2 separate regions of the Drosophila melanogaster genome follow, and region 2 is linked to region 1. A link is a contact called in public Hi-C data. All regions are on one chromosome and are shown on one strand. The core of a region is the stretch at or near the end of the contact, and the rest is flanking DNA. Distances in the headings are between cores, read along the strand shown. Region 1 holds the start of CG31121. Region 2 holds the start of lncRNA:CR34006 (long non-coding RNA:CR34006).

The links. A called contact is a pair of places that touch in the nucleus more often than the background predicts.
Region 2: a contact with region 1 is called in a Hi-C map of the Kc167 cell line, with 1.6 times the contacts expected there. A contact is called at or near these places in 4 of 107 Hi-C or Micro-C datasets (the Kc167 cell line, brain, embryo and 1 more).

Annotation. Positions count from the first base shown.
Region 1 is chr3R:24,892,461-24,896,133 of dm6, forward strand. CG31121 reads right to left here and starts at 2,145. Exons shown (of 8, transcript NM_170179.2): 1 at 1,725-2,145. It overlaps CG11069, which reads left to right and starts at 2,282. Exons shown (of 12, transcript NM_143050.2): 1 at 2,282-2,326; 2 at 2,555-2,711; 3 at 2,786-2,894; 4 at 2,956-3,146; 5 at 3,226-3,370; 6 at 3,426-3,673. The coding sequence starts at 2,652.
Region 2 is chr3R:27,216,609-27,220,284 of dm6, forward strand. lncRNA:CR34006 (long non-coding RNA:CR34006) reads right to left here and starts at 1,576. Exons shown (of 3, transcript NR_125276.1): 1 at 1,118-1,576; 2 at 580-874; 3 at 1-528.

The sequences.
Region 1 (3,673 bases), core at 895-3,394:
TTGGCCATGGCTTTAACAGCATTCTAACGGTCCGGCCAACATGACATGGCTAATTAGGTGCGAGATTCAGTGAAATGGACCCGAAACGGAGGCTGGGAATTTGCATTGCGAAGGGCCAAAGGCATTAGCTTGACAATAATCTGCAGTTGGGGGGGCCCTGAGAATGGTGCTAAAGCCCCAAATTATCTCAATCGCCAAAATCTCCATTAGCCCGCAGCTCATTTTCGATGAGAAATCAAGTTCCGCGGCACGAAATTTTGAAAGTGATTGTGAGCGCAGATTGGCAGCTGCATCGAAATTGCAAAATGAATGTGAAAGTTGCTTAGCCGCGTGGTTATTCTTTATGAGCCGATATAGGAAGAGTACACGCCGGAATAAAGTATTTGCCTCTACCCAGCGAAAAATGTCTTTCAGACCTGTTATGGCTTTCACATCTTGTTCGAAATTAAATCCATCGCTCTCCGGGTCATCGAAATACGTGACAAACTTTATTCTTCTTTAAACATATATTGCAATCATTTATTACAGAAATGAGTAGATTAAATTGAATGGTTATATAAAGTCAAAGTCTTTTGCGTTATTGCAAAAAAAAAGAACCCATAAGCTATGCAAACTATTCTAAGGCGCATAAAAAGTTATTTATGTGCTTAAAGTATAAACATAAAAACAAATAATGGCTATAGTGCTCGATCGTAAGTTTAAGGCAGTTTTTACGAGGAAATGACCAGACCAAGACGATGCTAGCATCTGCGGGTAGAGCAAACAACCAGCGATCCCCGGAGAGCTAAGAACCCAGCTCCGCAAAGAGGCAATGGCAAAGGCAAAGACAGCCGGCCAAACAAACAAACAAACTGAAACTTGTATCTGTGAGATACACACTGGCACACAGCGAGAAATACTACATAATGATATGTGATATAAAAATGTTGGAAATATAATTTGAACTATTAAAAAACAAAATATCAAATATTTTGAATGAAACAGTTTACTAAATAATTAAATAAATTTGTTTTATTCAATTTGCAACAAGGATATATCTTTTTACACTATACTAATGCTATAGCCATTAGCTGAAACATGAAATGAAGCCATTTGATGAAACAAAACATAAATATTTAAAATATGATATATTGCTTGTATATTAGATTTATTATCTCGCTTTTTTTCCTGTGCAGCGGAGCAGTGAGCTGCAGAGAAAATAAAAGACAAGACAAACCGAGCCGAGTGGAGTTGAGTTGAGCAGCAGGCACTTGGCTGTTTGAGCGACTCCGGCTTTGGCTGGCACTTGGGTTCTGGTTTTGGCATCGAGTTGGACTTCCACTTTGGATCGCTTGGGCTCTGCAGGGCGCTGAGCGCAGGGAGAGCGGCAAAGAAGTGCCAGCAGTGGCAGTGGTGGATGGAGTGTGGGCTAAGATACATTTGCTAGACAAAACCCGCTCGCGGGATCTTTGACCTGCGATGGTGACGACCGCGCGAGCAGAACAGAACAGAACAGAAGAACAGAAGAGGGGGGGAGTACAAAAAAACAGAAGAACCAGAAGGTATTAGTATTATACCCAAAGGAATGGAACGTGGACCGTGGTGGATACTCGTCGGTTTCATTTGGTTCGAGGTGGCAAGTGCTGCCGTTGGCCTAATACAATTAACAGTAAATACCAGTTGGCCAGTTGGACTCTAATTAGCCGCTCGGTGACACTCATTCATAACTTGGGCAAAACACTTACATTACAATGTCGATCTGCTGGCTACACCGATGTCTGCATATTTTATATAGACCATATAGACACTGCTCACACACACACTCACGTCACTTGGATATTGGCCACTTTTTCCTTTTTTTATTTTTTTTTTTTTTTTGTATCTATTGGATATTCCGCGAGTCAACAAATAACCACATTTGCATGCACTTCCCGGTGGTCATTAAAAAATATTCGCCTTTGCACAGATATATGTGTGTATATTATAGCCCGTTAAGCCGTGAATATTTCAATTAGATTTCCAAATGCGTTTTATGTGTTTTCATATTTTTTTTTTGTAATTTTCTTCTGGGAACTGTGTGTTAGGGGGCCGCCAGAAAAAAATCGAATCGACGCGAACCGCGGATCGGTGGAGGCAACTCTCTCGGAGCTCGGCTCGCAGCGAACTGATCTGAACTTGGCCTCGGCCGCCATCTTAGCCCGCTTGCTTCGCCTGGAAGCGAGTTGGCCGGAGAGAGCCGCTTTCCAGGCGGAGCGGAGCGGTTCAAGCCATGCCAATTGGAATGGCAAGCAACAGTTTCAGTTCAGTTGGAACAGAGCGCTCAGTTGGTGAGGACGTGTTCGCGGAGGTAAGTGACTACCGAAGAATATTTTAATAAAGCATCTAAAATATCATATAAAATATGTATTAAAGTTTTTTGAAAAAATATGTGTTGGATTTTTCCTAATTGTTTATTGTGTAAAATTTTAGTTTTCAGTTTTAGCCAAATACCAATTTATAATCAAGTATCTCTACATCTCAATCTCACTTTTACACTCTTGATATTCTCTCTTCCCTCCCTGGAACTGAAAATCAGCTCCTAACAAACCACTCTTGAGTTACGAACAGAGTGTTTTCGGCCCAAAGAGCACGAGAAGTATAAACAAACAAAAGCGGCTCTCCCAGCGGTGGCTATGAAAATGATCGGCAGCGACTACGTACTGGAAGCCCACAACATTTTCCACACCACCGAGGTACGTTCTCTTTAGACTCGTGAAAACCCCCTGCTATTAAACCTTTATTGTTTTCTTTTTGGCCTGAACAACAGGTGGATGGTGGTGGCTGTTTCAATGGAGCCGGCAATTCGGCCCTGGTGCTCAAAGGCGTCAATCTAACCGTGCACAGCGGCGAGGTTATGGCCATTCTGGGCTCGAAGGGTATATTTTTAATTTACATTTTGTTAAAACAAAATAATAATAATCATTTTACCAACTTTAGGTAGCGGCAAGAGAGCTCTTTTAGATGTTATTTCTAGACGTGCCGATGGAGCAACTCGTGGTCAGGTGCTACTCAATGGATCTCCGCTCTCCAAGGCATTGTTCCAACAGAGATGTGGCTATGTCACCCAATCCTGCACCTTTGTTCCTGGTCTAACGGTGGCCCAAACACTACACTATACCCCCACTATAGTGAGTATTTGTATAAAATAATGAATATGAAGAGATTTTAAGTAATAACTGACTGTGTTAATACCCAAACCCTTCTTAGTTGAGTGGCTATCTGAAGAGTTCCAAAGTGCGCCAAGTGCTGGCGGATTTGGCCCTTTCCCAAGTGGCGCATAAGAGAGTGGAGTATCTTAATATCAGTGAGGCACGGCGTCTGGCTATTGGAATACAGTTGGTCAGAGATCCTGGTAAAATGATGAATATATCACAAAGATTCCTTAAATAACAAAAATGTTATTTTAGTCATGCTATTGCTGGATGAGCCGACCCATGGCCTCGATCCCTTGAGTGCCTATCTGCTGATATCCATTTTGTCCAACACGGCCAAGAAGACGGGCTGTGGAATTCTTCTGTCGCTGGAGAAACCTCGCTCCGATGTGTTCCCATTCCTGGATAGAGCCCTATTCCTCTGCCTGGGCGGAGTGGTCTATTCAGGAGGCACTCGTGCCATGCTGGAGTACTTTCATGGCATCGGATTCCCTTGTCCACAG
Region 2 (3,676 bases), core at 326-2,825, 2.3 Mb after region 1:
GCCAGCAGCGGGATTTTCGGTGGATTTCGAGGCATCCGAGGGATTCGAGGGACGGACAACCCGCTGCTCCTCGTAGCCCCTTTCTTATTTGATGGATTGCGCCGGAGTTATTTGGGCACAACAAATAGGTTTCCCAGGTAACCACAATGAAATTTGTTTGCTAACAATGTGCGCCAGCCATTCCATGGATGAAATATCTCGTTTATTCACAACAATTCCGGGGCGTTAAATCGAACAGCGTTTTGTGATGATTCATTGCGATTTAATTTCCAATTTGAATGCTTTAAATGAACTTATAATTCTGATAATCCACCAAACGAAGCCTCTCGCTCTAATGCGCTCAATTTATCCGGCTCGGCTTGCCGGCTTTCCGAATTTGTCCATAATTTATATGTTCCAATTTGGTTACAATGCCGCAGGATCGGGCTACAAATATGTAATCCAACACTAATTGGGAGCTCATGAGGCGTCTGCGTCCACATCTTCTAATGGCCACTCGAGTGCTGCAAATGCCGCAGACAATGCTGGCTAAAAATGAAACTCGTTAAATATTTATGAGGAGCACGAGCACCGCCGTACCCGATCCATTCCATTCCATTCCGACCTGGCTAGCTGGCTATCTGGCTGGCTTTCTGACCAGATGTGTAGGCCATAATTGTGCACAGATTTTGATTTGCCGCTGCCATTGGCAGTAAGTGCGAGTGGCGTACCTGGCCAAAAACCCAGCCCCAGGTGCTGCTACCAACTTCCAGTTGCAGTTGCAGCTACCCCGCCAGTTCAGATGCAGTTCAGAGGCAGAGGCAGCCCTGACTCCGCTCGGCTTGCATTGCCTTGCCCATGGCCATATACTCGACTGGGCCCGGCTCGCACATAGCTGTAAATAAAAAAGTGGTAAGAATTATGACAAGATGGTCTGGACATGTGGATACTCATGACTGCCAGTAACTTAAATGATTTTCCAAAATTAATTGTTTGATGATATAGAATTCCTAACACTGTGTAAGGTCCTACTTTACTTTTAGACTTCATTTATATACCTTAAATTAATAAGTAATATGTATTTTCAGTATATTTTCTGTTGCACATAGTTTCATTTATAAGATGAGGCATAGCATACCCTTTGCTGCAGACGTACCCATCGAACTAAAAGAAGCGAGCCCGAGCTCAGTCCGTTCAACGCCAGAGTGGCGGTGGCCCATAGCTCTCGGCCATGCACGAAGGCGCAACACTTCAGCTCGAGCTCGAGCCGCTGCCCCGGGTTCCGACGTTGCAGGACCGCGGACCGCCGAGCTGATCTGAGCTGAGGTGGACCCACAACCTGTTTCGTGGGAACATTACCTAGTCTGGCACTGACTCCGAGCTCCATCGCCAACTTGGGCTGCAGCAGTCGGGCTGAATTGCGCTGACCACTGGGCCGCCAAGTGGAGTTTGGCGTTTGGAAATGCTATGGAAGCTGGAGGTGGGGATGGTGGGGATGGTGGAGTTGGAGGAGAAGTCGGATTCGGAATCGGAGGCTGACTGACTGACTGACGGACTGCCCGTTGGTGTTGTTGGCCGCTCATAAATGAAACCTGTTAAATGAATGAAATAAAGTGTTATTTGCTCGACTCACAAATGTTTCTTTGGAGCCCCTTTTGGGTTCTTTGGATTATGCGCCTTGCTGGGGCTCCGAATGGGGATGACAGCGTGAATGACACCTTGGAAACGGCATAGGAAATATTACAATAAAATGTGTGGCGACCACATGGGAATTTATTAATATTACCCGGCACTTTGCCATTGGTTCGGGGCATTAATATTTTATTTACAAGCTTCCGCTTAGCTCCCATTTAGGTGCTGCCAAGTTAACGCGATTATCATTAAGTTTTAAGTTGTAATAAACATTTGATCAGAAAACTATTAATTTCCGATTTATTTTATATACTTAAGTTGTATATATGAATGTAATGATCCATTTAAGGGGCATTCATCACGAACCTCTAGAACCGATGAATCCTAAAAATAATATGAGCTAATTCTGTTTTTCAGGTCGAAATCAAAAGACTTAAAACACGAACTAGCTATTTCCACTGCTGTGCAAATCGAGCTTCATTAATTATTAATTATAAACATTCGATTAGTAAACTATAAGTGTGTATCTACCTATGTTATATATGAAAGTAATTATCCATTTAAAAGGGCTTTCCTATGGGCAGAACCTCACGAACTCATCTCTAGATCCGATGAAGCCCCGCTTTTATACCTCACGTGTGTTTTGCTGGGTGTTTTTGTGTTTTTGTGTTTACTATGCTCTGGTTCTCGGACTTTGGGAGCTTTATGTTTTCTCAAAGAGCCGAGCGGGATCTGTAAGAAGTTTAATTTGATTTTTTATACTCCTTCCCGGTTGTCTTCTTCTTATCCGAACGCCAACTTGCTCTGCAGCCCTGCCCCACCACGTCCAAATGTCCAAATGTCCATGTGGCTATATGGGTGTATGGATATATGGATATATGGCTACATGGCTATATGTAGCTGCATGTGTGAGTGGCAGTGACTTGTAAATTTTTTGGATGTTGCTGGCCGGTGTTTTTGTTATTGTTTGTGCGCTTGTGTTTACCTACAGTAGTTGTGGCCTGCATGTTTTTTTGTTACCTTTCGAGTTGGTCTTCAACTTGAGTTTTATTTTTAACTTAATTTCTGGCCGACCAAGATTCCTCGAGCCTTCGATTCCCGCGCCGCGGTGCGTGTAATTCATATTTCACTGTACACGAGCCGCGTACATACATAATTCGCAAAGTTTCGGCCAAGCCATATAATTTGTGGCAACAACAAGAGCGGCAAATTGTGGCCATGTTGATCCGCGACGCATTATATGTACATTTAGCCAACATCTTATAAATGTGCGGGCTTTACATCATTTAGAGTCGCCGCGCAGACGTTTATTATTTCGCGAGATTTACATTTTATTGTATATGTTTTAATTTAAATTTATAACTTGTTTCGCTGTGTTCGTGGTCCGCCGTTAAATGTTGCCTTAATTCGACAATTTAATTTGGGTTTATGCGGCCTTAATAAGGGTAGCCATAATCTGGAGGCGAAGTCGCTGGGCAAAAGGGCGCATTTTGTTTGACTTATGTGAAATGAGGAAGCTCGGCTTTAAGGGGGCGTGGCCCGTTGGCTTTAGCTCTGCAATTTTCGAGATTTTCCCTGCTTTTCGGACTCGTTGTTCACATTTTGCTCAGAGCATTTGCATTTGATTGGAACTTAATTCCGGTTTTTAAGCTGCGAAATTCGGGTCACAGATATTGGGTTTTGGATTAAAAAAAAAAAACTAATGAGAGGCGTCGTTTTCTTTACACACTAATAACAGTATACTCGCTCAAGTCTTTGGAAAGTTTCGCAAATCGATCCAATTTTGAAAAAAAGTCATTAAAAAACTAAATTCTTTTAGGAAATTTTAAAAATAATTTAGGGAAAGAAATTATTCTTTTTAGAAACGAATTCTTTGCAATGTACAAATTAAATTTTCACGCCTTGCGAAGGGGCATAAAGTTGTATAATAAAGTCTTGATTAAAATTCGAGCACAAATTGGAATTTGGTCCAGAAAATCATTGAACTTCTAGATGGAAAGGAGTGTGAGATATAATTCAGCTTCGATTCGGTGTGAGACAAAAGGTTTAAAGGGCGCCAAGCAGT